Linked DNA regions of Sus scrofa: region 2 is linked to region 1. Evidence: chromatin contacts called from public HiChIP or PLAC-seq data. All regions are on one chromosome and are shown on one strand. The core of a region is the stretch at or near the end of the contact, and the rest is flanking DNA. Distances in the headings are between cores, read along the strand shown. Region 1 has its middle 21 kb from the start of ADM. Region 2 overlaps SBF2 (myotubularin-related protein 13).

Region 1 (6,234 bases), core at 2,469-4,968:
TACAGACGTTCCCAGGCTAGGGGTCTCATCGGAGCTGTAGCCACTGGCCCACACCACAGCCACAGCGTGATGGGATCCGAGCTGCGTCTGTGACCTATACCATAGCTCACAGCAACGGGAGATCCTTAACCCCCTGAGTTAAGGATCGAACCTGCAACCTCAAGGTTCCTAGTCAGACTCGTTTTCACTGCACCACGACGGGAACTCCAAAAGCTGGGAATTCTTTCAAAAACTTTCAGAGTAAACTGCCTTGTTAAACATGACGAGTAGATGACGGGAAATAGCTACATCTATACGGTCCTGGTTGATCTCTGCAAATTCTCGCAACCTGGGACTGCTTGGACACAGGCATCTTTCTCTATCACTCTGGAGGACTCTTTCCTCACCCTATTATTTGAAAAATTAAAGTGATATGAGAGCCCAAGATCTCCCAACTTGATTTGCACTCTGCCCTTGTTTCTATTTGACAGGTAGCATGGGTGAAGAGTAAAGGACACAGGCTTTGAAGTCGAGCAGCCTTGAGTTTGCCCAGGGATTCTTCCTTCTTCTAGCCCTGTAATTGTGGGCAATTCACTTAACTTGACTCTCTATAGTTTCATTAGCTATAAATTAGGGATAATAATATTTTCCTTATAGGCATGTTGTGAGGTTGAATGACACAACATGTATGAATGCATCAGCCCCTGCCTGGCAGTGTAGTAAATGCTCATTAAATGACAACCCTTTTTAATAGTAACAACTAAGGATGCCCTGATTAAAAAATAAAAAGCACCTGCTCTTTCCCCATGCCCGAACCCAAAGCTGAAACAGTATGTATACCATTTCACTTTTGGTTAATCATCATTAAAGTTAGGAGATATACTCAGTGATCTCTGATTCCTCCCTTCTAGCTCCAACATTCTTTTTTTTTTTTTTGATTTTGATTTTTTTCCATTACAGCTGATTTAGTGTTCTGTCAGTTTTCTACTGTACCCTTCTAGCTCCAACATTCTAAGATTTTTTTCAAAAATTATTTTATTGAAGTATAGATGACTTACATTGTTGTGTTAATTTCTGCTGTATAGCACAGTGATTCAGTTATATGTATATACATTCTTTTCATTACAGTTTATCACAGGATATTGAATGTAATTCCCTGTGCTATACAGTAGGACCTTATTGTTTATCCATCCTATATACAATAGTTTGCATCTGTTGACCCCAAATTCCCAATCCATTTCTCCCCACCCCCCTCCCCCTTGGCAACCATAAGTGAGTTCTCTATATCTGATATTTGTGAGTCTGTTTCTGTCCTTTTTTTTTTTTTTTTTTTCGGGGCTGCACCCTCAGCATATGGAGTTTCTCAGGTCAGGGGTCCAATTGGAACTGTAGCCACCAGCCAATGCCACAGCCACAGCAATACGGGGTCTGAGCCATGTCTGTGACCTGCGCCACAGCTCACAGCAACGGCAGATCCTTAACCCCCTGAGCGAGGCCAGGGATCGAACCCACGTCCTCATGGATGCCAGTCGGGTTTGTTAACGGCTGAGCCATGACAAGAATCCCTGTTTCTGTTTTCTAAGATCTTATGTTCAGGGAGAAATGAACACTGAAGAGCAGAAAAAATGAGATCATCTTTTCTGACTACTTCCTCTGCAGGTTCAAGCAGTGCTTCACTAGTACTTCCAGTTCCAAGGCTTATAGGATTATGCTTTTTCATGAGAACAAGAGGAGGAGGCCTGGGTGGAGGGTACCTGTTAACTTCACGGCAGCTAAATGATTCTTCAGGGTAATAGAGAGCAAGGGGACATTTGACCTTTTCAAAACTTTTTTTTTTCTTAATGCAAAATACGAGGTATGCACATAATCTTGTTTTCCGACAGATCCTTCAAAAAATCTGGCATATTAATGATTCCACTTAAAAGCCCTGAAGATGGGGGCCAGAAGGAAACTTTTTCTTTCTGAACAATGACTGAGAAGGGAATTCTAATGAATATTTTGGCACACAGATCTCATTTTCTGGCTGCATCAGGACCCAAGAGCCAGTAGGTCATAATTAAAGCCAATAATGGCAACTCCAGACAGTTATCCAAATATTTTCCTGGTGCTGTCAATTCTCTGTGTTAAATGATTTAACATCATACTTGGGGAGTGCAGAACATACAGAGAGGGAATTAAATGTTGATATAAATTCTGGAAGATGCATGGCAAGTTGCCTCAAAGACACTGTTTATTACATTCAAAGGAATCATAAAATGTTTTCTTTAGTAGATAATTTTAAAGAATCCTTTCTGTGCAGCAAAACTTGTGAAGTTTGTCCTTAAGTCCTTAGAACAAGATCACATTTTCTGCAGGAAAGAAAAATATCATGTGTTTGGGCCAAAGACCTCATGTTATGTAAATAAATGAACTTCTCCTTCCTCCATTGCACCTTACAGGAAGGTTCTCTTTGATCACCAGGAGCTGCTAATGCTGCAGATGTACTTACACAACTTACAAAAGGCCAGAGCTACTCACTTTTCCGTCAATTCCTTTTCCAGAAAGAAAACCCACAAACACGTCTGTTTGTAAAATCTGTTTAGGATCTTGAAAACAACGTCTTCAATTTTGTCTTTCTTTTCCATAACAAGTTCTGTATCTTTAAAAAATAATGACTAGGCACAATCCTCTGGCCCTCCCCCCACCCCTTTCCATCCTGACTTTAAACAGGAAGAGAGTGTCCACCTGGATGGAAATTAAGTGGCTCAATCTAAAATGGGTGTGAGAGAGTTCAGAAGCACATTTGGGGATGAAATAAACTGGTCTGTCAATTCATAAAGTCAAACCTGGATTTGTTCTGCAAAACAATTCAGCCAAAACTTGGCTTCCAGGAGTTCCTGTCATGGCTCAGCAGAAACGAATGAGGATGCAAGGTTCGATCCCTGGTCTCGCTCTGTGGGTTAAGGACCTGGCGTTGACTGCTCTGAGCTTCGGCGTAGATCGCAGACGCGGCTCGGATCCGGTGTTGCTGTGGCTGTGGCGTAGGCTGGCAGCTACAACTCCAATTCACCACCTAGCCTGGGAACCTCCATATGCTGAGGGTGCGGCCCTAAAAAGACAAAAACCAAAAACAAACAAAAAAAGACTTGGGTTCCAAACTCTAGAGCTGTGCTGGGGCAATGGAAACTTTCTGGCCACAAATTGAAGTTGGGAGCCAAGCATAATACTAAGGCAAGGAAGACATTTGAGACCAAACCAGACAGTGATCTTGGCATTGTCTCTCCCAAGCCCAGAGCTTCAGCAGTCAGTGGTCATGTAGCCTTTGGAGGTCTCTAAATCTCTAGGTACACCAGAGACCAGATTTTAAAATCCCTTTTGTCTTCCCTGTCTTTCTCTACCCACACATTTCACCTCGTGGGTTACATCATACTAGATGGTGAAAATGCTATGAGGTGCACACACAATTTTTAGGCACACTTCCACTTAATCATTCTCAGGTTTCCCTGAGGGCCGCCCCATTGTGAGTGAGCAACTCCTTGACGTTGGGCAAGAGAACACGAGACTCGCAGCCACAGCCCTTGGCTCTGTGATGGGGCCACTCTGTGCCGGTCACTTCCCTGTCTGCCTTGCAGAAAGAACCAGGCAGGCCTCTGGTTTCGGGGGAGACATTTTGGGGGTTCTCTTGTCAAAATGCACAGAGCCTACTCAAGAAGACTCTATATACTCCACATCACAAGATGGCATTGTGCCAGTTTCTGGGCCAGTTGGCTGACTCAGAAATGAGGAGATAATTCCATGACACTGTGTTTTTCAATTCTTGCCCAACGGGTTAAAAAAAAAAAAAAAAGTAAAACTTTGCTGCCACCTGCTGTTTTCTTAGGAATAAATTCTTGAACTGATTCTAGGATTAAAATAAATAAAATGATTTATTTTAGCAAAGTGCCTTGAAGAATTTGGGGGGTGGTCAGAAAACACGTTTGTATAGTTGGGTACCGACTGGCCTGTCATTTCCTGGGATGGATTGCTGGGCCTCACCAGTGTCTTTCTTCTCTCAGGCCAATAAGTCCTGTCTGTCCCATCCATTGATACAGACTTGCTCCGGCACAGGAGGGAAGGGCTGATGCCCTGACCCTGGCAACCTTCCAAGGACATCCATGCAGGGGTCTGGCCAGTGAGGTGTAGGTTTGGATGCCCTTTCCTCGTGGGCCAATGATGTCATGAAAGTCATAACCCAAGGCAAATTCCCCAGGCACAGACTGTTCCCCTCGGATGTGTCAGGGGGACCTCTTCCTCCAACATGCCCTTCTGCAGTGCATTTATCAGCAGAGGTGACTGCAAACCTTGGGATGAGGTTCATTTGTAAAATCTTCAAATGTTTTATCTCTGTCTTTCTTGAGGAAAATGAGAGAGATGAAGGGAAGCTGGAGTCTCCAGGCAAGATAAGGCTAAACCAATTTGAATCACTCCCAGGTGAGGATTCTTGAGCCCGTGTTAGATGAGGAAAGGGAGGAGAGAAATAGTATCTCCATGGAGCCCGGGCAAAGAACAGGGGAGCAGGTAATAGTCATAAGCATAGATGGGCCGAATAAGGGCCCTTGATCACCTTCCTGGTAGTACCCAGAAGACCTCCTTGTCTTGACTAGATTAATAGCTTTTTTTTAAAACAGCTGCACCTGCACCCTATGGAAGTTCCTGGGCTAGGAGCTGAATCAGAGCTGCAGCTGCTGGCCTACGCCACAGCCATGGCTACACCAGATCCTAGCCACATCCTGTGACCTATGCTGCATCTTGAGACAATGCTGGATCCTTAACCCACTGAGCAAGGCCCACATCCTCACAGAGACTGTGGCAGGTTCTTAACCTTCTGAGCCACAGTGGGAACTCCCATTAGTAGTTTTTGCTGCTACTAATCAGAAAGTGGGAATTTTTTTTCTTTGCAGTTTTGTGACCCATTTATATGGATCCATTGTCTTATGAGAAGTCTTCAGCCAAGATCTTTTTTTTTTTTTTTTGTCTTGCCATTTCTAGGGCCGCACCCGTTAACCATTGAGCCATGCCGGGAACTCCCAAGATCTTTTTTATTGGCAGAGATTAATGAATCTATTAAATATGTTTTCATGTAATTCTAAGTGCCTATTCTTCCTCTTTTTTATCAAAAAAAAAAAAAAAAAAGTAAGCTTGGAGTTCCCGTTGTGGCTCAGCAGAAACGAATCTATCGTTCATGAGGACACAGGTTTGATCCCTGGCCTTGCTCAGTGAGTTAAGGATCTGGCGTGGCCGTGAGCTGTGGTGTAGGTCACAGACTCGGCTCAGATCTGGTGTTGCTGCAGGCCAGCAGCTGTAGCTCTGATAAGACCCCTAGCCTGGGAACCTCCATATGCCACGGATGCGACCCTAAAAAGACACACACACACACACAAAAGTAAGCTCTGGGACCTTGTAGATGGGCACAGAATGGAGTTTTAAGGAAATGACCCTTGATCATTCTCCTATGAAAGAGAAAAGGCACCTGAGTAGTACTGATAAGCCTTGAAGATATTATTCATTGTCTGGCATGATAGATGGCATGTAGTAGCATGTTTGCTGAATGAATGATCAAACCCATTATCCATTGTTCTTGTGAGTGGGTCTGTGAGAACTGCTGGGGAGGGTAGGGGATAGAAAGGTTAATAAAGGGCAAAGTCTCTGGATAGAATGAATCATAGGAACTGGAATGTAATGATAGCACCAAAAGGGATAGGAAATTAAGAGATACAAATTACTATGTGTAAAATAAATAAGCTACAAGGACATATTGTACAGCACAGGTAACATAGCCAATATTTTGTAAGACTATAAATAGGGTAAAAATTGTGAATCACTATATTGTACACTTGAAACTTACATAGTATTTTACATTGATTTTTTTTAAATAAATAAAAACCTTGATAAAATTAAAAAAAAAAACAAACAGAATCCCCAATGAATACCATGTAAGTTTTCCAATATATGTGTACTACTTATAAATTAAATATAATTCTTGGAAAAAATCAAATAACAAGAAAATTATAATGTATAAAATTCCTCCTTGCATGTCTCATTCCCTAAACATTACCATTTTAATGTCTTGCACAAGCCTGCCTGTGTTTATACTTCGTGTATTTTCGTGTTTATATCCTCGTTCTTTCTCAGAATTTTGTAAAGGCTTTGGAAAAGTTCCAACTTGTCTCAGCTATGTAAAGAAGAGCTCAGGGAGTTCCCGTCATGGCTCAGTGGAAACAAATCTGACTAGCATCC
Region 2 (6,234 bases), core at 2,726-5,225, 320 kb before region 1:
ATGTTTTTTCTATGAGTACACAGATATACCTCTTTCTATTTAGTAGCTGAGTAGTATTCTAAAGAAGAATTGTACCATAATTATTCAACATCCAAATTTAAACATTTAGATTGCTTTCAATTTCTGCTAATACAAACTGCTAATAGTTAGTCTCTTATGCCCTAAAGTAAGAATGTACTTCCAATAAAGGTGACTCATCTCCTATTTTGTCAATTTGTTTAAACAAACTACCAGGTGCTTGTTACAAGATGACATTTTTGATGCTAGATTATAAATTAGAATTTCTGAGAAAGGTAACCTTTGAAATGAGCTTGGAAAGATAAACATGCCCTGCAAAAAAATCTAACAGCAGCATCCTAAGACATCAATGTGTATTAAGTTAGAAGATTATAAACAGTAATGATACCATTAACACCCATACATGCAGTTTAAGAAATAGAGGATTATCACTACCTTGGAAGATCTCTATGTTCACATCCTTCCTCTTTACTTCCCAAAGGTAATTTTGTTCAGTATTTTATTACCGCTTGATTCCCACCCCCCCCAGATTCATTAGGGTATAATTGATGGATGAAACGGTAGTATATAATGTGATGATTTAATATATGTATACAATGCTTTTCTATTCTTTCGAGTTTTACTGTATGTGTTCTATCCCTAACTTAAATATCTCTAAATAACATATTACATGCTTTGAATTTTATATGAATGAAAGTGTATTGTAATTGAAATGTCTTTTTTTAAAAATAAAAGTTTCTTAAGACTCATCCACATTGTTCTTTATAGCTGCAATTCATTCATCATCTCTGCTAACTAATACGGGGGGTTTTTTTGTTTGTTTGCTTGTTTGTTGCTTGTCAGACCCACACCTGAGACATATGCAAGTTCCCAGGCTAGGGGTCAAATCGGAGCTGCAGCTGCTGGCCTATACCACAGCCATAGCAATGCAGGAGCTGAGCCACAGGTGACAGAAATGTCGGATCCCTAACCCACTAAGCAAGGCCAGGGACTGAACCCACATCCTCATGGATAGTACTTGGGCTTGTAACCCTCTGAACCACAGCAGGAACTCCTCTGCTAAATAATATTGTAACATAAGAAAACAGCATCATTTATTTATACATTCTACTGCTGGTCAGCATATGAGTTGTTTCCAGTTTTCTGCTATTTCAAAAAATTTTCCTGTGAATATTTTTGTGCATATCTTTTGCGGTATGTGGGTAAAAACTCCTTTAAGAGTGGAATCACAGGGTCATTGGATACTTTCATATTTAGCTGTATAGGAAAATATTATTTCTTGTTATATCTTACTAAATTTTCTAAAGGTATTACACCATTTTATATTCTTTTTTTTTTTTTTTTTGTCTTTTGTTTTTTTGATGTTGGTTGTTGTTTGTTGCTATTTCTAGGGCTGCTCCCGTGGCATATGGAGGTTCCCAGGCTAGGGGTTGAATCGGAGCTGTAGCCACCGGCCTACACCAGAGCCACAGCAACGCAGGATCCGAGCCGCGTCTGCAACCTACACCACAGCTCACGGCAACGCTGGATCGTTAACCCACTGAGCAAGGGCAAGGACCGAACCCGCAACCTCATGGTTCCTAGTCGGATTTGTTAACCACTGCTCCACGATGGGAACTCCCACTTTATATTCTAATAAGTGGAGTTAACATGTTCTTTTTGTTCCATAACTTCACCAATACTTAACATTATCCGGTTTCAAAAATTATTACAAAATAGTGAGTGTAAAATGCTATCTCATTGTGGCTTTAATTTACATTTCTCCAATTATTGACATAGATCATCTCTTTAAAAAATGTTATCTTTTACATACACTAATTATTCAAGTGGATTTCCTCTACTCAGAGATATTTTAAGTCTCTTGCCTATTTAAAATTTGGGTTGTGTTTTTCTTATTGACTTGTAGTTTTTATAATCTAAGTACTAATCCACTGGCAGTCATATGCTTTGCAAACATCTCTCACTCTGAAGTTCACAGTTTCACTCTCTTTATGGTATTTTTTTGATGAACAGAAGTTCTAATTCTAACGTAGCAGAGTTTAGCAATCTTTTCTTTTTAACTGAGGTAAAATTGATGGTCTATAACCATCTTTTAAGACTGGCACTATTTGTACCTTGTGAAAGAAATCTTTCTTTACCCCAAAGTCATAAGGATATTTCCTTTATGCTGTTGGAAAAACTATATAGGTTGGCTTTTCATATTTAAGCATTTAATCCACATAAAACTGATTTTAGTGTATGGTATGAGGTATCTGTACATTTTTTGTATACACGGTTCATTATGTGTACATGGTCTCCCAACCATCCCAGTACTAAGTTGCTGAATTTTTTACCTCCTTTGCCACTGATCTGAAACACCAATTTTGTCATAAATCACGTTTCTATACATGTATACATCTGTTTATAAACTCCACATTCTCTTATATTCAACTTGTTTATGACTGTGCCAACATCCCACTGTCTTAATTACTGTAAATTAATTTTAAAAATTTGTGTTATTGTGTATGTAACCCCCAAAAAATTGTAAGATATTTAAAGTGTACACTGAGATGATTTAGGTATACTTTATGAAAAGATTATAACAACTGAGTTAACACCTCACCTTACATATTTCTCTTCTTTTGTAAAACCATTCAAGCTCAGCACTCTTAGCAATATTAGTTATATAATACAGTGTTATCCACTGTAGTCGCCATGTTTTACATTAGATACCCGAGCCTTAGTCATCTTATAGCTAGAAGTTTCTACCTGCTATCAACCTCTCCCTATTTCCTCCACCCCTCAGCCCTTGGCAACCATTTTCTACTCTGTTTATAAGAGTTTGGCCTTTTTTGAAAAGGTTCCATATATAATACCATGCAGTATTTGTCTTTCTCTGACTGGTCTGTTTCATTTGGCACAATGCCTTCAAGGTTCATCCATGTTGTTGCAAATGGTAGAATTTCCTTCTTTCTCATGGCTGAGTAATATTCCATTGTATTGCATAAATATACCACATCTTCTTTATCCACTCACCCAGTGATGGATGTTTAAGTTGCTTCTGTGTCTTGGTTATTGTGACTAATGCTGCAGTGAACATGGGAATGCAGATATGTCTTTAATATACTGTTTTCATTTCCTTTGGATACATAAAACTATTTTTTACAATGCTTACACCAATTTACCTTCCCACTGACAGTGCACAAGGGTTCCTTTTTCTCCACATCCTTGCCAATACTTATTATCTCTTGTCTCTTTGATAACAGCCATTCTAACAGATGTGAGGTGATTTTGATTTGCACTTCTCTGATGGTTAGTGATGTTGAACACATTTTTGTGTACGGTTGGGCAATGTATATGTCTTCTTTTAAACTAATTTTTGATATGTGACAAGGCCAAATCTCATGCTTTTTTTTTTTTTTTTTAGGCGTGTGTTGGTAAGTCTCGGACTTTTGCTCTTCCAGTTGGGATTCTGATGGGAATTTCAGTAACTCTATAGATTATTTTTGGAAGAAATGATATCCTTATAATATTGAGTCTTCCAAGCCAAGAACATGGTATATCTTTCCATTTATTGAGGCCTTTTTTCATCTACAAATTTTGTTATTAATTATACACTATAATTCTCACTTTCCAATCTACTAGGATTTTACACGCATTTTACTCAGTTTCTCTGGTACAGACAGTCTTTGAAATCTCAGTTTTTAATCACAACTTTCTGCCTGTACAAAAAATTTAAGAAAGGATTTTTGCATAGCTTATAAAGAATATGATGCCAACATCACAAAGACAGGATGGGGAAATCAAATTGTTTGCTTCTCCTAGTATCTTCATTATTTTGTGGGAAGTTTATCTCTAAGATCATATACATATTTCACAACCAATTGGAAATTTTTTGTGTTTTACCCACACAAAGTACTTACTAAACACTTAATTGAGCAATTCATTTCTCATTTGGATTACTCACCATTCGCTGCCCTCCAATTTAATAGTACAACTGAAAACTGACTGAAAAAGACTGACATGAATACAGTCATTAAGTAATATATAACTAATGTTTTAAAGATGACTTTTATTTTCAGAAAGCTTGCTTATATAACTAGTAAAATAACCTAATATTTTAATGAAAAAACAAAGAAAGAATAAAAAAACTCTTAATATTTATGCCAGGCAATATATACCATTTCTAACAGAAATGGTATAGATATTGGCTCTTTAATCTGTTGGCTGTGGAAGTTTCAAGAACCTGATACATTGGTAATTACTGAATCCTCCAGAAAAAATAAAAATATTCTCAAGTAAGAAAGATAATCTGAAAGAACTAAAAGTTACCTGTAGAGTACAGTTCATCATTCTTACTACGTAGTCAAACTGTTGATGGTCTAATATTGCCCGATTTTGCTGAACATGTAAACCCAGCTCATCAGTGAGACATTGTCTTGCTGCCTTTCCTTTAAGGGCTCTCAATGCAGCAGGAAGGGTCTGAGGACAACAGAGGCAGAAGTGAACAAAAGGCACCACTAGGAAAAAAGTAACTTTCAAGCACACTGAAAACTCATGTGTAACCTATAAACCACTTAACAGATTTATTAGTAGACAAACTTCTAGAAAAGAGTTGATTAGCAATTAAGGACAATTCTAAATAGATGGTTTATGGTGACTTTTTATTTGTAAGGCAGCATGAAAATAAGTAGGACTAGGTTTATGTGATACATTTAAAAAACATTAAATTTCATTTTAAAAAAGCTCATCAAAACTGTGGTCACCAAAATAACTGTGGCTTCAGATTATGAGTCAAAACCACAGATACTTAGACACGTTCTTTCAATAACTGGCCACATCTCCATGGCAAGAATAGAAGGACATTTTTAAATGATAAGAATCATAAGTAATTTTATATTTGTAAACTGATCAGCAACTTAATCACTATTCAGTTTTAATTTATGACCAGAAAATTCTCTAATCTCTTCTCATTTCAAAAGATAATGGGGGGGAGGAACAGAGCAACAAATAGAAATCTCTAGGTTTATGTATTAAAACCCTTCCACTCATCACCCATAAGAATGCCTCTTCCGGTTCACTTTTAGAGTCTAATTAATTTACTTTACATAAAATAATAATAAGCTTATTTAACTCTGAAAACCTAAAATGAGAATGAAGGAGCAAATGAGAAGAAAGGAAAGAAGCTTGAGAGTAGGAAGACCTAATATTATTACAACAGGTATAAGAAACAGGGTGTGAAAGCTGAAAGCAAGAGAAGCAAAAGAAAGTCTGTAACACTTCAACCTTAAGTAAAAATAGATACCAAAACCCTCAAAACATAAAGGGTTTGAGGTCATTTAGAGCAAAGATAAAAGCTTTATTTGATATGCTTTCCTTGCCCCCTGTAATAGAGGTTCAGAACTATGAAGAGTCACTAGGGAAAGGTTACATAATGTTTAGTGTGTTTTACTAAAGATAAGAAAATGTGCTTTAACAAGGCACACTTAATTAAAGACCACAATTTTTATAATTCACTACTTGTTCTAACTAGATTCTTTGTAAGAAATCAAATTATATTTTAAATGTTAAGTTTCTTAGTAATATGCCAAAATAAGATTTAATGAACAATGTTTAAAAGTTTCAGGGGAAAAAGGGACTCTCATTACCTCTCTGGTTGTCACATTACTAGAATTGGCTAAGATTTTATATCTTCGACACTGTTCATTTAAAATGATGGAAACAATGAAAGGATACTTTATGAGGAAAAGAGATGGAATTAAAGGAGAAGTCAGTTGGCAAGCTAAACATAGAAATCTGAAAGCAACATGAAGAATGCTTACTTGGGAAAGATGGCATTTTATTACCTTTTCAGTCTCCAATGTTTTATTTTCAAATATGAATGAGATGCAGTTTCTAACAACTTCCAATCTCTGTGCACTGTTGAAAACTGTTGTCACCTTATCCATTATTGAAACTAATAAAGGAATATAAGGAAAATACAAATAAATTAGACTCCTGGGAATATTACTGTTTACAGTTTATATGACTATAACTGTTTACACAACCAATGCTTGACAGTTTTTTTTCCTTGTTACATACACCGAAGGTATTTCATTTCATTACTTTGATTACATTTTTAGGTTGTGAAGTGGCAGGTTATGGCTCATTGAGGATAATTTCAGAGGACACATTCTAATTTTGCATTTAACTCTATTTACATAATTAATTCATATTGGACAGTAAAATATTATTAAG

Evidence for each region. HiChIP or PLAC-seq counts read pairs in DNA pulled down with a chosen protein or histone mark.
Region 2: a contact with region 1 is called in an H3K27ac HiChIP or PLAC-seq map of alveolar macrophages. The contact joins two enhancer-like sites. A contact is called at or near these places in 1 of 47 Hi-C or Micro-C datasets (liver) and 1 of 2 datasets of contacts at active chromatin or transcription factors (alveolar macrophages).

The regions. Positions count from the first base shown.
Region 1 is chr2:49,207,270-49,213,503 of Sscrofa11.1, reverse strand. No RefSeq gene overlaps it. Among named protein-coding and RNA genes, the nearest start is that of ADM, 21 kb to the left of the region's middle. Within about 2 kb of position 3,718, at least 18 of the 83 cell types and tissues checked have an H3K27ac peak or open chromatin away from gene starts, as enhancers often do. A contact at or near this core is called in alveolar macrophages, where this site is marked.
Region 2 is chr2:49,528,667-49,534,900 of Sscrofa11.1, reverse strand. It overlaps SBF2 (myotubularin-related protein 13), which reads right to left. Exons shown (of 40, transcript XM_003122980.5): 15 at 5,844-5,953; 16 at 4,330-4,479. Among named protein-coding and RNA genes, the nearest start is that of SWAP70, 270 kb to the left of the region's middle. Within about 2 kb of position 3,975, at least 3 of the 83 cell types and tissues checked have an H3K27ac peak or open chromatin away from gene starts, as enhancers often do. A contact at or near this core is called in alveolar macrophages, where this site is marked.